Regions from separate parts of the Sus scrofa genome. Here region 2 is linked to region 1. The links are chromatin contacts, called in public HiChIP or PLAC-seq maps. All regions are on one chromosome and are shown on one strand. The core of a region is the stretch at or near the end of the contact, and the rest is flanking DNA. Distances in the headings are between cores, read along the strand shown. Region 1 has its middle 28 kb from the start of BCAT1. Region 2 overlaps BCAT1 (branched-chain-amino-acid aminotransferase, cytosolic).

The links. HiChIP or PLAC-seq counts read pairs in DNA pulled down with a chosen protein or histone mark.
Region 2: a contact with region 1 is called in an H3K27ac HiChIP or PLAC-seq map of alveolar macrophages. The contact joins two enhancer-like sites. A contact is called at or near these places in 3 of 47 Hi-C or Micro-C datasets (embryonic fibroblasts, liver and skeletal muscle) and 1 of 2 datasets of contacts at active chromatin or transcription factors (alveolar macrophages).

Annotation. Positions count from the first base shown.
Region 1 is chr5:48,785,069-48,788,065 of Sscrofa11.1, forward strand. No RefSeq gene overlaps it. Among named protein-coding and RNA genes, the nearest start is that of BCAT1, 28 kb to the right of the region's middle. Within about 2 kb of position 1,438, at least 2 of the 83 cell types and tissues checked have an H3K27ac peak or open chromatin away from gene starts, as enhancers often do. A contact at or near this core is called in alveolar macrophages, where this site is marked.
Region 2 is chr5:48,887,763-48,890,759 of Sscrofa11.1, forward strand. BCAT1 (branched-chain-amino-acid aminotransferase, cytosolic) reads left to right here. Exons shown (of 11, transcript XM_021092209.1): 6 at 1,838-2,001. Among named protein-coding and RNA genes, the nearest start is that of BCAT1, 75 kb to the left of the region's middle. Within about 2 kb of position 1,604, at least 5 of the 83 cell types and tissues checked have an H3K27ac peak or open chromatin away from gene starts, as enhancers often do. A contact at or near this core is called in alveolar macrophages, where this site is marked.

The sequences.
Region 1 (2,997 bases), core at 188-2,687:
CAATCCTAAATACTTGAACTAGAGCTCATTTAGTTTGCAAGATAAACATGTTTTTATTTTTTTCTGCCTGGAAGGTAAGAATTAGGGTTGTGTTACATAAATATTCCATCCATTTTTTTGTTTTTATGTCATGCAAAATGCAATCACCTTCTCACCATGACTTTTCCCCCATAAAAGTACTCACAAAGTAACTAGCACACAGAATTGAATAATAAATCACTCTACGTAAAACCTAGGCATTCCCCACATACCCAAAGCAACAGACTCAGCCTGGTGTTGATGGGAAAAAGGAATTTTCTCAGACAAGAATTTCTATTCTTGAAAATCAGCAACCAGGTGTGAAAGTGTGACAGGACTGAATGATCCTGATAAATGTCAGCACCGCAGTAGGACATAAAAGGGAGTTGTCAATTCTCACGCCTTCTTTAAAATTCTCAACCAGGCTTCATTTCCCAGCATTTTGTTGTTATTGTTTAGATTTCAAGTTTATGGGCATAAATAGTCTATAATGTTTATTATTACCATTATATGACTTGTGACATTTATGCATTTGCCTTCTTTCCCTCTTTTATGTCTATTTACAAGATAATTTTTTAAAATTACCACTTTTTATAAAAACAATTTTAAGTATTGTTAATACTCTGTATTGCGTGTTACATTACTTTCTCATTTCACTTTGTTTTCTTACCACTGTCTATATTTATTTTGCCCTCCTTTTACTATTTTTAAAAAATGGATGGAGAGCTCATTAATTTTCTCTTTTGTTGTTCCAACAGAGGCAATTAAATGTTTGATTTTGATAAAACATTTTAGTGGCATCCTTGATTTTTATGTCATATTGCTGTTACATATTCAACAAAGCATTTTGTGGGGTTTTTTTTGTTTGGTTTTTTTTTTTTTTTTGCTTTTTAGGGCCACACCCAAGGCATATGGAGGTTTCCAGGCTAGCGGTTGAATCAGAGCTACAGCTGCCGGCCTACACCACAGCCACAGCAATGTCAGATCTTTATAACGCACTGAGCAAGGCCAGGGATCCAACCTGCAACCTCATGGTTACTAGTCGATTCGTTTCCACTGCACCACAACTGGAACTACAACAAAGCATTTTTATCAGCAACAAGCAAAGCATGCTGGGGATTATTTTTTTTTTTTTTTTTTTTTTTTTTTTTTTTTTTTTTTACCAATCAGATCAGACAGTCCTCTTTGTACAGATGCTGGGGATTTCTTGGTGTCCTCTTCAGGGACAGGACCAGCAGCATGAAGTATAACGAAGGCTCTGCTGAAACACACTTTGCACCGTTTTAAGTGCCAGTTTCGGGTGCATGAAAGTCACTGAGGAAAGGAGGAAAAAGGAAGCAAAACGGGAGTTCCCTGATGGCTCAGTGGGTTAAGAATCTGGCTTTGTCACTGATGTGGCGAGGGTCACTGCTGTGGCGAGGGCTCAATCTGGCCTGGGAACTTCGGCATGCTGTGGGTGTGACCAGAAAAAGAAAAGAGTGTGAATAAAGTTAAGTTGAAGCCATCCAAGAGAGAAAGTGAAAACAGTTTGGGGGGAATGTACAGGATTTCTTAAGACTGTTTAGAACTACTTGCCCAATGAGGGGCCAAAAAACAACAGCCTAGGACTTTCATTTTTTGTGAAAAATCACCACAATGTATTTTATCTTGGGCAAAGGATACATGGATCAATCTGTGGATGAATTTATTTCCTCTGAGTGAGTCAGTTGGGATGGTCAGTTAACTTATTTGAGCAAACAGACATTATCACAAAACAGCACTGATGGTCACATCTATCTTATTACTTGGGCTTTCTGCATTACTTGAAAAATGCTGCCATTCCCAAAACAGGCAGATTTCCAGGAGTTCCCATTGTGGTGCAGCGGAAATGAATCCAACGAGTATCCATGAGGATGCAGGTTCAATCCATGGCCTCACTCAGCACGTTAAGGGTCCGGCATTGTCTTGAGCTGTGGTGTCATTCGCAGATATGGCTCAGATCTGGCATTGCTGTGGCTGTGGTGTAGTCTGGCAGCTGTAGGTCTGATTCAACCCCTAACCTGGGAACTTTCATATGCTGCTGGTTCACCCCTAAAAAGAAAAAGAAAAGAAAAAAAAGACGCAGATTTCCTCCTCGTCTGCTAGTTACTCTTAGTGGGAGAAAGGGGTGGGTAATTTCATGCCTGTGATGTAGGCTTAATAAAGTCAAATTCAGCCTTCGGTGAGCCTTTCCAACTTTCTGTTTCTGTTCATGTACCCCTCCACTCCTGCCTATAATGGCCTTCCAACCAAACTCGCTTCTCTCTTTCCACTATAATTAACCACAAGAGGAGCTGTACAGCATCACAATTAAGAGCCTCGACTCAAGATCTGGATTGCGAGTTTTCCTCTGAACTCTGCCTCTTGAACAGGTGGCTTAACCTCTCCATGGCAGTTTCTTTGTCTGTACCATGGTGGTAACCACAGCAGCAAAGTGAGGATGGAGTGAATTTCTATATGGAAAATACACAGAACACAGCCTAGCACAGTGCAGGTGCTCCACGTGCTAGCTCTATAATCACCCCAAATACATCAGACCCCCAGGAGTTTCTCTCAGCTTCTCCATCTTTATTATCTATTGCTGGGAAGCAAATGACCCTGAGATGTAGAGGCCCAGATCGATAAACAGGTAATTACCTCACAGTTTGTATGGGTTAGGAATCTGGGACTGTTTGGCTTGGTGGTTATACTTCCAAGGTCACTCCCGTGATCATTGGCAGACCTTGAACCCTCACCACAAGGGCTTCCCAGCACGGCTGCCTCACAACTTGGCGAATGGCTCCCCCCGCCCAGTCACTGATTCAAGAGAAAGAGAGAAAATGAAGAATTTACACACACACACCAAGAATATCAAAGTTTTTTATTTACTTATTTATTTATTTTTGTCTTTTGAGGGCTATGCCTGCAGCATATGGAAGTTCTCAGGCTAGGGATGGAATTGGAGCTGTGGCCTAATTTTGG
Region 2 (2,997 bases), core at 354-2,853, 100 kb after region 1:
AAAAAACAACTGACAGTAATTACTTATAACTGCTTTTGTGCTAGAGGAATTTGTATGATTTTGCATCATTGACTTAGGACTTTCCAGTGTTTGGGGGAAAGGCCACTTTTGTTGTCATTCCTGATACGAATTCCTGAGACCTCATCCTCTGTCTTTTGGGGTGGGGGATTGATCTTGTCTGGTGTCTTTGCTTCTAGTGAAGACACTCTTGCTGTCTGGTGTCTGTCACGGTCAGGTGTGGTGAAGGCACGTTCTGCTCTGGTACCTGTTGCAGTCAGGTGTGCCAATGCACACTCCCCTAAGTCCATCCCCTGCTGGAGGCCCTGCCATGTCCTGAAGCAGCCAGCAGCCTGCGAAGCAGAAGGGTGCATTAGAGAAGCAATGCTAGGTTTCACCCCCAAAGACTGAAATCATGTCTGGGTTCTTCCCTTTCTCAGTCCCCGACCAATGTAACATTGAAGAGTGTGATATGGCTAGTTGTTAGAAAGCCTACTAGTGAAAAAATTGATAAGAGTTCCCTGGTAGCTCAGAGGGTTAAGGATCCAGCATTGTCACTGCTGTGGCAAGGGTTTAATCCCTGGCCTGGGAACTTCTGCATGCTGTAGATGTGGCCAAAAATGTAAAAATTTTAATTTTATTTTTGTTTTTTGCTTATCAGACCTGTACCTGTGGTGTATGGAAGTTCCTAGGCTAGGGGTTGAATCAGAGCTTCAGCTGCCGGCCTCCTCCACATCCACAGCAATGCCAGATCCAAGCCTCGTCTGGAAACTGTACCACAGCATACAGCAACACTGGATCCTTAACACACTGTGTGAGGCCAGGGATTGATGCTAGTCAGGTTCACAACCCACTGCGCTGCAATGGGAATGCCTAAAAATGTAAAGATTTTTACATTAATAAAAGGGTAAATCCCTTGCTTGGTCCTCAGCTTCACGTGGGAACCCAGATGCTTTTTTTAAAAAAAAATGATGATTTTAAGATAATTTTTGTTTCCGTGTCAACTTTTTTCCACAAATAATTTTTTTTTTCTTTTTATGGCCTCATTGGCAGCATATGGAAGTTCCTGGGCTAGGAGTCAAATCAGAGCTGCAGCTGCAGCCTATGCCACAGCCACGCCAACACTGGATCCAAGCTGCATCTGTGACCTGTGCTGCAACTTGCAGCAACACTGAATCCTTAACCCACTGAGCAAGGTCAGGGATTGAACTCATATCCTCACAGAGAAAATGTCAGGTCCTTAACCTGCTGAGCAACAACAGGAACTCCTCTCCTCACTGAATATAAATTTTTAAAAAGTGGGTCAAGAAAGCATCTCTTTGAAAAACCACCCCCTCCCCCCCCCAAAAAAATTTGACAAATTCACTTTTAATCTATCTTTTGCTTTTTAGGGCTGCACGTGTGGCATATGGAGGTTCCCAGGCTAGGGGTCCAATTGGAGCTACAGCTGCTGGCCTACCCCACAGCCACAGCAACGCAGGATCTGAGCTGCGTCTGCAACCTACACCACAGCTCATGGCGACGCCAGATCCTTAACCCACTGAGTGAGGCCAGGGATCGGAACTCCCGACCTCATGGTTCCTAGTCATATTCATTTCTGTTGCGCCACAATGGGAACTCCCAAATTTGCTTTTCTTTTGAAATCATAACTCAGCTGAGCAAAATGAAACTGAAGTTCCCCATTCTTGGTGTTTTCTTCTTAAAAGAGAAGACCTTTAGGCTTTGTGTAGCTCAACTTTAGAATTGACAGCTAGCCTTAGCTCCTTCTTGGGATAGTTACAGATCTGTTCTAGACCTGCATTTTAAATTAACAGGTTTGTGTACTTTTGCTTCATTGCAGCCTTCCCTGGGAGTCAAGAAGCCTACGAAAGCCCTGATCTTTGTAATCTTGAGCCCAGTGGGACCTTATTTTTCAAGTGGAAGCTTTAATCCAGTGTCCCTGTGGGCCAATCCGAAGTATGTCAGAGCCTGGAAAGGTGGGACTGGGGACTGCAAGATGGGAGGGTAAGTCAGTCTGTCTACAGGAAAGAGTCCCTTTTGACCATTTAGGTATTGCCTTTTCACTACGATATAAGTTCCTCCATTAGTACTGACATTGTAATGCTCATTTTTGGTCTGTGTTTAGTTTTCATTGTTTTTACTTACTTGTTTTGCGTGCGTCAATTTTTTTAACCCAGTGCATTTTATTACATTTATAGTTGTAAAACAATCATCTCAACCCACTTTTTTTGTCTTTTTGCCACCTCTGGGGCCACTTCTGTGGCACATGGAGGTTCCCAGGCTAGGGGTCTAATAGGAGCTGTAGCCTGCCGGCCTATACCAGAGCCACAGCAACGAGGGATCCCAGCCATGTCTACAACCTACACCACAGGTCACGGCAACGCCGGATCCTTAACCCACTGAGCAAGGCCAGGGATAGAATCCGAAACCTCATGGTTCCTAGTCGGATTCGTTAACCACTGAGCCACAACAGCAACTCCTCAACCCAGTTTTATAGCATTTCCATCCCAAACCCCCAGCACACTCCCCTACCCCCGCCACCCTGTGCCCTTTGGAAACCATAAGTTTTTCAAAATATTTATTTGTTTTAAAATTATTTATTTATTTATTTATTTGAGCTACATCTGTGGCATGTGGAAATTCCGAGACCAGGGATTGAATCCAAGCCACAGCTGCAACCTACATCATAGCTGTGGCAACACCAGATCCTTTAGCTCACTGCACCATGCTGGGCATCGAACCCACGCTTCTCAGTGCCTCAAGCCACTGCAGTAGGTTCTTAACCCACCGCACCACAGCGGGAACTCCTAGTTTGCATGTTTTAAATGTGTTAGTTGTTTAAAGGATAACGTCTGTGGCCCCTTATAAGAGAGGAACATTGATGCTTTGAATGCACTGTCCCCTGATGCAGGTCCTTAGCTGCAGGCTGACAGTTGGCATAAGAGCATCTGGTGCTGGGCCCCTTGCTCTCAGTTGGCTCCAAGGAGTCCTGTCTGGGGA